2 separate regions of the Gadus morhua genome follow, and region 1 is linked to region 2. Evidence: chromatin contacts called from public Hi-C data. All regions are on one chromosome and are shown on one strand. The core of a region is the stretch at or near the end of the contact, and the rest is flanking DNA. Distances in the headings are between cores, read along the strand shown. Region 1 holds the start of igf2b (insulin-like growth factor 2b). Region 2 holds the start of mrpl23 (mitochondrial ribosomal protein L23).

The links. A called contact is a pair of places that touch in the nucleus more often than the background predicts.
Region 1: a contact with region 2 is called in a Hi-C map of gill, with 10 times the contacts expected there. The contact joins the promoter of igf2b here to the promoter of mrpl23 in region 2. A contact is called at or near these places in 4 of 6 Hi-C or Micro-C datasets (blood, gill, gonad and 1 more).

What each region holds. Positions count from the first base shown.
Region 1 is chr9:23,996,236-24,002,346 of gadMor3.0, forward strand. It overlaps igf2b (insulin-like growth factor 2b), which reads right to left and starts at 4,314. Exons shown (of 4, transcript XM_030365924.1): 1 at 4,021-4,314; 2 at 3,091-3,241; 3 at 975-1,156. The coding sequence starts at 4,095. th (tyrosine hydroxylase) reads right to left here. Exons shown (of 13, transcript XM_030366605.1): 13 at 6,040-6,111.
Region 2 is chr9:23,733,519-23,738,989 of gadMor3.0, forward strand. mrpl23 (mitochondrial ribosomal protein L23) reads left to right here and starts at 3,314. Exons shown (of 5, transcript XM_030365608.1): 1 at 3,314-3,450; 2 at 3,848-3,970. The coding sequence starts at 3,323.

The DNA.
Region 1 (6,111 bases), core at 3,064-5,563, 260 kb after region 2:
GACATGTTTGGGACATGTGTGGGACATGTTTGGGCTAGATTCTGGTCCACAGTGGTCCTCCTGACCCGCGGGCTCCTCTGCTACTCACACATCTCCTGCTTTGAGCTCTGATGCTATGGAGAACCAGTGCACAGCTGAGGGCCATTAATCGACCGTTTTAGAAAAAATAGTGACATCTGGTTTTGATCAGGTTTGGGAAATGGACAGAGGGAATGTGCAGTCATCCCTTTTTTGTATTTGTTTTTTGGAAGGTTTAAAACAGATGCGTACAGAGTTTGACTTTGAATCCTACGGTAATATCTGGTAGTCTCACTCCGGGTTAATCGGGTCGGCCCCATAACTGATAATGCGTGGCATTTTTAGGGAACTCAGTGTTCTGTGTCTCATGTTCCTACACCTGGAACATGTTGTTTTGTAACAGAGAATCATTCCCACAGACTTGAACACAAACAAACCCACACACACAACACACACACGCATGCACACACTTGCTGACTGTGTGGGACAGCACCACTATACTGACATTACCTGACGACAATGTGCTGTGAAAGTCTGAGCACTTTCCACCTCTGTCAGCACGTCTGTCAGGAGATACTTGCTTACCGTCCACTACTCATCAAGATAACCTGGCTTCAGATAAACTGTTCCCATTGGCTAGGACATAGGGGCCTCCCAGGCAGCACGCCACCATATGTGTTTGTGGGTGCATGCATCTTTGTCTGTGAGTGTCAAGTGCGTGTGTGTGCATGTGTGTGTGTGTGCGTGCGTGTATGCATGCGTGCGTGCATATGTGTCCATGGGTTGGGCTATGTACATGCGTGCATGCATACGTACGTGTGTGTTTGTGTGTGTGTATCGTGTGTACATGTGTGCATGCCTGTTCCAATCATCTGTGCACACACAGATGATTGGAAGATGGAGGGAGAAGAAAGAGTGGAGGTGGTGGAGGAGGTGCTGGTGCTGCTGGCATCTACCTGCTTCAGTGGGGGCATCATGGGGATGCCCTGTAGGGCGCTGGCGGAGACGTCCCGCTCCGACTTGGCTGGCTTTGCGCAGTACTGCTCCAGCAAGTTGAGGTCGCAGCTCCGGAAGCAGCACTCCTCCACGATGCCTCGGTTCTGGGTGCGCCGGCTGCTGGTCCGGCTCGTTGGCCGACCTGGAGGGAGGGAGGGAGAGGTGGGAGAGAGAGGGAGGGAGACGAGGGAGAATCAAAAGGAACAACACGGTTAGCCCAGGAACATAGCAAACAGAGATGGGGTAATAATGTCCTGATGGGGGCTAGACGGCGGGGGGATGTGGAGCTGCTGTTGTTGTGATCTCTCTGGATTAAAGTGAGGCTCCATTAAACAAAGAGGATCAAAGGAAATCTGTGGGCCCACTGCAACAAATTATGTGTTTTTACAGACTTATCTGATTAGTGAAGACCCTCCTGTGGCACAGCGCCGGGTGAGGGGCGAGGGAGGACCGGACCCCCAGAGATACCCCGAACCCTAACCTAACCCCTAACCCTAACCTAACCCCAACCTTACCCTAACACACTCAAACTAATCCAAACCAGAATTTTAACAATGGAGGTAAGCTGAGGGAGGACGGAAAGGATGCAATTAGGAGGGAGAGGGAGGGAGAGAGAGAGAGAGAGAGAGAGAGAGAGAGAGAGAGAGAGAGAGAGAGAGAGAGAGAGAGAGAGAGAGAGAGAGAGAGAGAGAGAGAGAGAGATACAGAAAAACTGATCCAATAGAAGCAAAGTGTATGTGAGACGAAGAGGAGTGCTGGGTGTGAGAGGAAGGAAGGAGTGGGAGGAGGAAAGGTGAAAGTTAGGATGCAGCCCGGGAGATACTGAGCCATCAATAAAGCACTGGGCCCATACACATATATGGAGAGAGAGACAGAGAGACAGAGACAGAGAGACAGAGAGAACGAGAGAGAGCCAGAGAGATAGAGAGGGAGAGCGAGAGAGAGAGAGAGAGAGAGAGAGAGAGAGAGAGAGAGAGAGAGAGAGAGAGAGAGAGAGAGAGAGAGAGAGAGAGAGAGAGAGAGAGAGAGAGAGAGAGAGAGAGAGAGAAAGAGATGGGGGGGGGAAACGTTATTGCAGGAAAGGAAAGATAATGGAGACAAAAAGAAAAGAACGAGAGTGGAGTGACGGGGGAGCTAGGGGGGAGGGGGAGGAGAGAGGATAACAATGTTGGCTAAAAGCAGTAAACAATATTTTAGTCTGGGATCAAGAGAGGGCTGGAAGCACAGAGTGAGTCTATGTCAGAAAAGCACACAAAGGATTTAGCCTTCAGGATGAAAAGCGATGGATAGGCTGAGGGTCCTGCCAGCGGAGGCTCTGGTCACAAGGATGATGACATGCACAAAATGCTGCTCCCTAGATGACTTCAGAAACCATGTTTCGTTCCTCTTGGGGGACAGTGGGTGCTGAGGTGACGGGCATGCCTTTTGGGGTGCTATTACCCTTCTCCCCCTCCCCCCCCCGGCGGAATGCACTAGTAAACAAGTGGGCCATTGTGTTGCATTGAGTCGTGTGTGCCTTCTCTGCTCGCTGTCCTTTCATATGCAATCAGAGGTATGGGCCCGGGGCCCGGGGCCGGGGCCCGGGGACCCGGCTGGAGCGACAGAAAGCGCCTTCTCAGCAGCAACCAAGGGAGAGCTGGTCTTGAGACAGAACACAGCGGGCCACAATATCTCCTTCTGCCCCCCCCTTCCCCATGACTCTCTTTCCTACTCTCTACTGGGCGAAAAGGAGAGAAGTGTGTGTGTGTGTGTGTGTGTGTGTGTGTGTGTGTGTGTGTGTGTGTGTGTGTGTGTGTGTGTGTGTGTGTGTGTGTGTGTGTGTGTGTGTGTGTGTGTGTGTGTGTGTGTGTGTGTGTATGTGTGTGTGTGTGTGTGTGTGTGTGTGTGTGTGTGTGTGTGTGTGTGTGTGTGTGTGTGTGTGTGTGTGTGAGCGTGCATGTGTATGAGCAAAGAGCGAACAAACATCAAACATGCGAAGCCGCTCTCTGTGTGGCCGAACCGTTTGCACTGTTGGGGACTCGTAGTCTTTAAACGAAATGCAAAGAGGTTTTGAAAGAGATTAAAGTGGCAACTTACTGAAATAGAATCCTCGGTCTTCGCAGACGAACTGCAGAGCGTCCACCAGCTCTCCTCCGCACAGAGTTTCTGCCGAGGCCCCTTGGAAGATGTACAGCGTCATGGCCAGGGCGAAGACCAACGCGCTGCTGGACGAGAACATCTTCTTCACCTGCACACACACACACACACACACACACACACACACATACACATGCATTCATCCACCATGTCATCATACGTTGCTCTACCGAGTAACCATGCATAAAATAAAGAACAAGTTTTTACATTTTACAAGTTAAAAAAGAACAGCACAACGTCCGCTTGGTTTAATGTGAATTATAGACTCAACAATGAGACCAATGCAACGCGTCTGGTGCGTAACGAGAATACGCTCCGGCACAAGCATCATGATCATGATTCACTCATTAATACATTAGTATTACTCATTAATACATGATCATCTAGAGGTTATCAGCTGTCCTATCTCCGCTACAAGAAGAATCAGCCTCCTGCATGGGACCTTCGCTTTCTTTTAACTGCTCAACTTGGAGAAAATGGCGCAGCAGGCATATCTGTCTGTCAGCGACTCTTACACAATTGTTCACAATAAGTTGCGATACCGGTCGGTCAATGATGAACCCTGAGCCCCTGACCCGTCGCCCCCTATCTGTGGTCCCGGAGTTCAGCTGACGTCCCACCGACACCGTCCCGCTGGGACCACCGTGTCCGTGACCTGACATACCCTCCACCTTCACCAGATACCTGTTGCACATACAGCCCGAAAAAACTAAATCTCCTTCAAATAAAAAATCCTACACATGCAGCAAAGGTTTAGCGTAAGAAAAAGAAAAGATGTGGTCGAGGAACTGAGCTGATAAAACAAGTCTGTCCATCAGGAGCGTATGAACGCAGAGTAGGCTAGTGTTCGTCCAGATCGTCCCAAATTACCGTCATTATGCTCCTCTCGGTTCTTCGGCAGGTGTGGCACACTGAGAGAGGTCCGTTTCTTTGCTGGGTCTCCATGTCAGAGGGAAGGAACGAGTAGACGTTGCGCGTTTTTTGGCTTGAGGAAAATGTTGGTTTTTTTGCAGGTGAATAAGTTCCCCCAGTGTGTGAGTCTACAGAGGTGGTGTGTGAGATGCTGTCCCGAAGACAAGGCGACAGGCAAAAGTTCTGAGGGACAACTGTTATATAGAAAACACGCCTCTCCGGACCTCCCTCTCCTTGGCCCCTCCTCTACAGAAAAAAAATAAAAAAGATGGTCCAGTCAGGTTTGTGTTCAGAGAGAATGAGCAGGAGGCGAGGAGAGACTTGGACGGACCAGACTCACCGAATGAGTAACAATTCCACGTCGTATTTTGATCCTTTACGCATTGTCCCAGAGCCATTACGCGCGGCGTCTCCGGGAGGATGCGCCTCGGGAACGCAGAGTGCCCCACGCGTCACTGGACTCCGCCCACATGAAACTTAGTGTCCAACATGTCTCACCATGTTCCACCAGCTCTGCTCTGACTCACGCTTGGACAGATTTTACCGCCATTCAAATGTCGTTTTCACTTAGTAAACGTGTAAGCCTAAATGACACATACGTTATTGTTAGACCAGCATTCAAACCAATCATCACATGCGTCTCATGGTGGTCAAGGTTTCCTCCAGATGAAGAGCTCCAACCAAACACAAATCAGTCCAAATTATAACTAAATTATTGAATGATTGCTCCACTAATTCACCATTGTTTCTCACGGGCTCAGAGGAAGGTATTGTGGACCATTGTAGGCCTGTTCGAATATAGCTGGTTACGAAGGTTGGTGGACCAAGCGAGTTCTTTAGGATGAGATGATGATCAAATCAGACAAATAGAGAGACAGGCAGGCAGACAGACAGACAGACAGTTCAGTATTTAGTGAAAACATCTCCCTGCATCACTAATGGTTCATTATTCCTACATACGTAACTTACATGCGTGCTATATGAACTGCCTTTACTTTTGTGCTTTAACCGTTTCTCTATCAAGAGGATGGTTGAGGTTCAGTGACCTCCGGCTGACACCTAGCGGCCACTATAGGAACAACAGTGCATGTGAGAAAAACAGGCCTACAGACACAGGATGGGAATGGGTTTGATCGAGGTAAGATGTGCATTGTTGTTGCATATTGCAGAACCAACATGCGTCGACCCAAGGTAAGGACTGTCGCTCTTCTCAACAATTACTCCCAGAAAGTCCCAAAGAAGTATGTTTATAAAACAATTCCTTATTTTTGATTAGGCCTACTTTATTGTTTGTGTATCATTCCTCAAGATATTTGTCTAGGTTGGGCAAAAAAACATACATGTGGTATAATATAACATACAGTGGAATATAAACAATACAAATAGTGTCAGTAGCAGAGTGCTGAAAAAAAGCTCACAGAAGGCATACATAAGCAAGACACCCTAACCATGGTTAAGAATGATATATTCTGAGATACTGATTGATGTGTAGAATTGGATAAATATAACCACCTGCACTTGAATCAAGTTATAATTACCCTGGACTAAGTGAGATTGTGATTAAAAATACGCTAAATAGAGAGACTATGGTAATGAGCCGCGGTAACTTTATTTGGTCTATTGTGCATTGTTGTTGCACGGCATTATGACCTCCGCATCTATCAGATCAACAGGAAGTCCAACCGTGTACTGCTGAACAGCCACCTCTAGTGGCATAATGTGTAAATGTATTGGTCGATTACTGTAAGAAGATATTTCCATTTTTTTCATTTCTTTAAGTATTCCAAATACATATGCAATCATGGAGACCTGCAGAAAATATTAATTATATTTCTATATCATATACCGTTTATCTGGAAATATAAAGTCATATATGTTGAATACTTTTTCATCGGGTTTTGAAAGCAGATTGCTATTATTCATTTCAGTTCTTGGCGAAAAACTTTTTGGCTTTGTCAAAAACGATTGACAATAAAGTTATTTCCCTTCATTTTTTATTACACATTGACATTGGACAACACAGATTTCAACTTTTGAAATTGAACAAAC
Region 2 (5,471 bases), core at 2,064-4,563:
TCTGCTGATGATCTTGTAGAAAACTTTAATTTGAAAAATTTTAAAGTCATAGATGTCATTGCACCTTATAAGGTTACAACTATTTCTGGAAAGCAAAAGGCACCCTGGAGAAAAGCTGCTTCTGTAACAGCACAGAAAAAATAATGCAGGAAGGTTGAACGCATCTGGCGTAAAACAAAACTTCATATTCACCATGATATCTATAAAGAGAGCCTCCATGCCTACAATTTAGACTTAAAAAATGCTAGAGAAACATTTTTCTCCAATATCATTAAAACCAACACTAACAATGCAAAAACCCTATTTGCAACTGTTGACAGACTGACCAACCCCCCAACAGAAATTCCACCTGATCTCCATTCCAAGCAGAAATGCAATGAGTTTGCAGCTTTTTATATTGATAAAATTGAAGGTATCAGACGCGCCATCAATATCTCCACTTCAAACAAAAATGTTGGACTACTACCCTGTTCAGGCAAAAATAATGTGGCAAGGATGGCATGCTTTAATGTTATAGACTCTCAAAATCTTGTGGAAACTGTGACACAACTAAAGCCATCCACCTGTTGCCTTGATACTATACCTACCAACCTCTTTAAGAATGTTTTCGACTGCCCAGCAGTAGACATATTGCAGATAGTTAACAACTCTCTCCAGTCAGGCCATTTCCCAAAAGCTTTGAAAACTGCAGTTATTAAACCCCTTTTAAAAAAGCGGAGCCTAGATGCCTCTATTATTAACAACTACAGACCAATATCAAATCTACCCTTCATAAGTAAAATCATTGAGAAAGTTGTCCTCCAGCAACTTAATCACTTCCTGGCATCAACTGGTTGCTATGACACCTTCCAATCAGGATTTCGACCCCTGCACAGCACTGAGACCGCCCTTATTAAAGTTGTAAACGACATCCGTCTTAACACAGACTCTGGCAAAACCTCAATACTAATGCTACTTGACCTCAGTGCTGCATTCGACACTATACATTACTTCTGGACAGGTTAGAAAACTGGGTGGGGCTTTCAGGCACCGTCTTAAATTGGTTCAGGTCCTACCTACAAAATAGGAACTACTTTGTTTCCATTGGCGACTTTGTGTCAGAATCAACCAACGTGACATGTGGAGTCCCACAAGGTTCAATCTTAGGACCCTCTTTATTCAACATCTACATGCTCCCACTAGGGCAAATCATGCAAAATAACAATATTGACCATCATTGCTATGCTGATGACACACAAATCTATGTATCGCTATCACCAAATGACTATCGGCCCATAGATCTGCTGTGCCAGTGCATTGAGCAAGTGAAAGAATGGATGTGCTGAAATTTCCTTCAACTTAATGAAGACAAAACAGAGATAATTGTATTTGGTTCTAAAATGGAAAGGCTTAAAGTAACCCAACACCTTCACTCTCTGTCCCTGAAAACCTCAATCAAAGCCAGAAATCTAGGGGTTATCATGGATTCAGATTTACATTTCGACAGTCACATCAAATCAGTTACAAAATCAGCATATTATCACCTTAAAAATGTATCAAGACTTAGAGGGCTCATGTCCACCGAAGACTTACAAAAACTTGTACATGCCTTTATCACTAGTAAGCTTGATTACTGCAATGGTCTCCTTACAGGTCTCCCAAAACTAACTCTGAGGAAGCTTCAGCTTTTTCAGAATGCTGCTGCTAGAGTTCTAACAAAGACCAAATTTGATCATATTACACCAATTCTGAAATCGTTACATTGGCTTCCTGTAGGTCAGAGAATTGATTTTAAAATCATGTTGCTAACCTATAAATCCCTACATGGTTTAGGCCCAAAATATTTAACTGATATGCTTCTACTACATCAGCCTTCTAGACCACTAAGAAGCTCTGAGACCAATCTGTTAATTATCCCCAGAGTAAACACAAAACATGGGAAAGCAGGATTTAGTTACTATGCAACAAATAGCTGGAATAAACTCCCAGAGGATTTAAAGCTTGCCCCAACTCTGAGCACCTTTAAAACAAGACAGAATACTTTTATGTTTGCTATAGCTTTCTGCTAAATCTTAAATACATTGCACTTTCTAAAAATAACTTTGCCTTTATTTTCTATTTTAATACTAAAATGCCTTTTTAACTTTCTATTTTACCCATTTCTTTGCATATGTTTTTCTTTTACTTATCTATTATTTTATTTAATTGTATGACAATGTTTATATTTGAAGCACTTTGAGTCTGCCTTGTGTATGAAAAGTGCTATGTAAATAAAGTTGCCTTGCCTTGCCTATTTGCACTCCTGGGGTCTGCAAATACCACATTGTTCAGGAGACTCCACTAAAGGCGCGACTCAGGTTTCGCTACGTGCGCGTTGTTTCAACTGGCTGATATGGAAGTAAATCTGTGCCATTGGATTTTGAAAAGGAAAAGCCATTGAATTCTAAGCACTGAATATTCATGCATTGAAATAACATACCTGGATTTTTTGCCTCTGAATTTAACATTTTCAGCTTTATTTTTCAATGTTAAACAATTCAAAATATCATGTCACCGAGTGACACGGAGTGACACGATACATATATGAGGATGACAAATTAAAAGCAGGTTGCTGTCGGGCACAGTTGCGCAATAATGTTGGTTCTGCGCTCTCGTTCCACAGTGGGCATCGTTGAATAATTTATTTTGAATGTAAGGGTTAAATTCAGATGCAAAAAAATCCAGAGACGTCATTTCAATGCATAAATATTCAGTGCTTAGAGTGCTTTTTTTTCAATATCCGATTGCACAGATTCACTTACATAGCTGACATACGTGGAGAACCCAATGAACAACAGGACTTCATAACTAAGGCTGAGATTGAAATGGAAATAGAAATGTAATGAAGGCTACTAATCACAAAAGATTAAATAAATGGTTAAATAAATGGACATTGAGATGGTCACTCCCGCTCCAACTCCTTTCACATACCACTCATATACAGTACATAGGTATGAATCCCAAGTAGTATGATTATATGAAAATAATAGTTGGTCATGTTGATCTTTAATTTTCCTGAAGCAAGCCCCCCTTTAGGAGCTGTGGGACCGCATCATCTCCTTGGGTAAAGGTTGGTCCAGTTCACCCTATGTTTAAGGAGAGAAAGGAAGCATTAAAGCACCTTTCCTTATCATTTAGCGGATTCAAATAGCTATATTCTCAGAGCTGTTAACCAGTTACTTTTGAGTCATTTCAATCAATAAGGAAGATTCCGAATCAGATAATACTATTAGACGGCAGCCCACGGAACTGTTGTTTCTATATTTCCGAGTTGTTTGAACGCAGCTATTAAGGCAAGCCACGAATGCGCTTGCGCACACGTTGTACCCGGAAACACTTCAATGCACATGGATCATATCAACTAGACCTTCAAAACAACTTGAATACAAGAATCCCAACGTCCACCGCAGCCATGGCAGCAAAGAAACTAATGTAAGCCCCGAGGTCTTCTTTTATTTAATACTCTAGCCAGGCTGTTTACGTATGTTAAAAGGGGTTTCAGTCATTGGCTATTACAGAGGCTTGGAACAGAGTGGTGTAATCTTGTCTAAAGACAAACGTTAACACATTGAAAAAACTCAGTATCTGGTTCATAGCACTCATAGTACTATCGCAATATACAAATAAACAGATGACAGGAGAGTGCATCCCTTCTCTTTAATCCACAAACTACTAATCCTAAATATGTTTTTGGGTTCTGAATACTATGATGTGAAAACATCATTAAATGTACAGCCAAGTGGTTTTTAATTGGTTCCCCAGTTTATCTTTGTTCTCTGCACCTCTGTACCTAGTGACCCCCGTCCCCTCCTCTCTGTCCCCATCACAGTTACCCTCTCTACCAGCTCGGAAACCCCCAGCTGCGGCTCTTCAGACCCAACTGGGCCCTGACCCTGGTGCGGCCCGGCCGGGAGCAGCCCTCAGACACCGTCCAGTTCCGCATCCCCATGGAGTGAGTTCTAAATTAAACTATAACATCTTTAAGGCCATCTTTCAGTTCTGCGGCCTGCTGCCTGCTGTCCATCAGTTAAGTGTGGGAAAAGACAGCCACAACATTAGAACCAATGACAGGGGAAGGGAACAACATTGATCATCTTGTTACGTTGGCATCTATCAAGCCCTGGGATATATTAGCCGTAAAGTGAACCCTCAGCTCTTAAAATTGATGTGTTGGTGGCAGATAAAATGGGCAACCGTAAGGATGGGATTTGCCAAGGGTCAGATGTGACGCCTGGGTCCTCTCCACAGAGGCAGTTCTTGAGTGGTGTTCCTGCTCTGCAGGGTTTAGTACCTTGTCTTGTTAGACAGGTGTCGGAACACCGTGCATCCCAGCTGACTGCGTAGCGGCCGACCTGGCGGATGCCTGTCTGACCCCTGTCTGACCCCTGTCCACTGCCTAAAGGGCCTACAATGGGCAAATCGTCTGAACTTGACAATGGGTCGATGGAAGAAGGTCCGGTCTATTGAATCTAATTTTTTGTTCCATTTGGATGGCAGTGTACATGTGCGTCTTGGGAGGAGATGGCACCAGAATGCACTGTGGGAAGTGGGCACCATGTTCAGGAATGGTCGAGGAACATCATTGACAGTTTCGTTGACTGGACCTGCATGTTTCCCTATCCCATGTTATTTCATAGTTGTACTTGAAATAATATGTACAACTATTAAACATGTATATTTAGACCTATACGTTTAATGGCAGTTGTATACTGCTATACATAACTATCTCGTGAAGTCGCAGTTGCAGCCTTTAATCAAATGGAACAAAGTTACAAAAGAGGCTACTATACTGTTTCGAGACGGCAATCTTTTCAAAATATTACTGTATTATTTTCGGTGTTGCAGTGCTTGAGATAGGCAGAAGGTTACCAGATGGGTATTCAATCAAAGTCGCTGACGAAAGCGGCGCGTAGTTGATTAAGCCCGGTTAGAACTAACGCCAACTTCGACTTGAGGCTAAAGCCGTTCCATCAACCCAGTTCAGCCGCGACTTGCTCAGGTTAGTTAAAGCCAGGCTTACGTTTTCGTGGATTACGCACGCTCACGAGATATGTAACCAGCCCAGAACCGTGAATGTCGAATCATGGATCAAATGTCCGAAAAGGATCGAGCGGGATCTTTTCCAGCGGCGAACAGAAGCTGCTTGTGGAGGTCTATGAGGAATACAAGCATACTCAAAAAGGGAACACCGTAAACATTAATGAAAACAGGGAGGCCGCCTGGCAATAAAATCGCCAATCCTTTGAATGAATAAGTAGTATTAAGCGTAACATAATTAAATGTAATATTGACTGCAAATTCGTAATCAGGGAGATAGTCTTGAGGTAACGTGTCGGACTTGCACCCGGTCGTCCAGGGTTTAATCCCCTCTAATAGTGAATAAGGAAAGATTACTGGAGAAATCAGAAAAAGTTTCATGCCATTTATTTTCCATTTCTTCGAATATTCTAAAT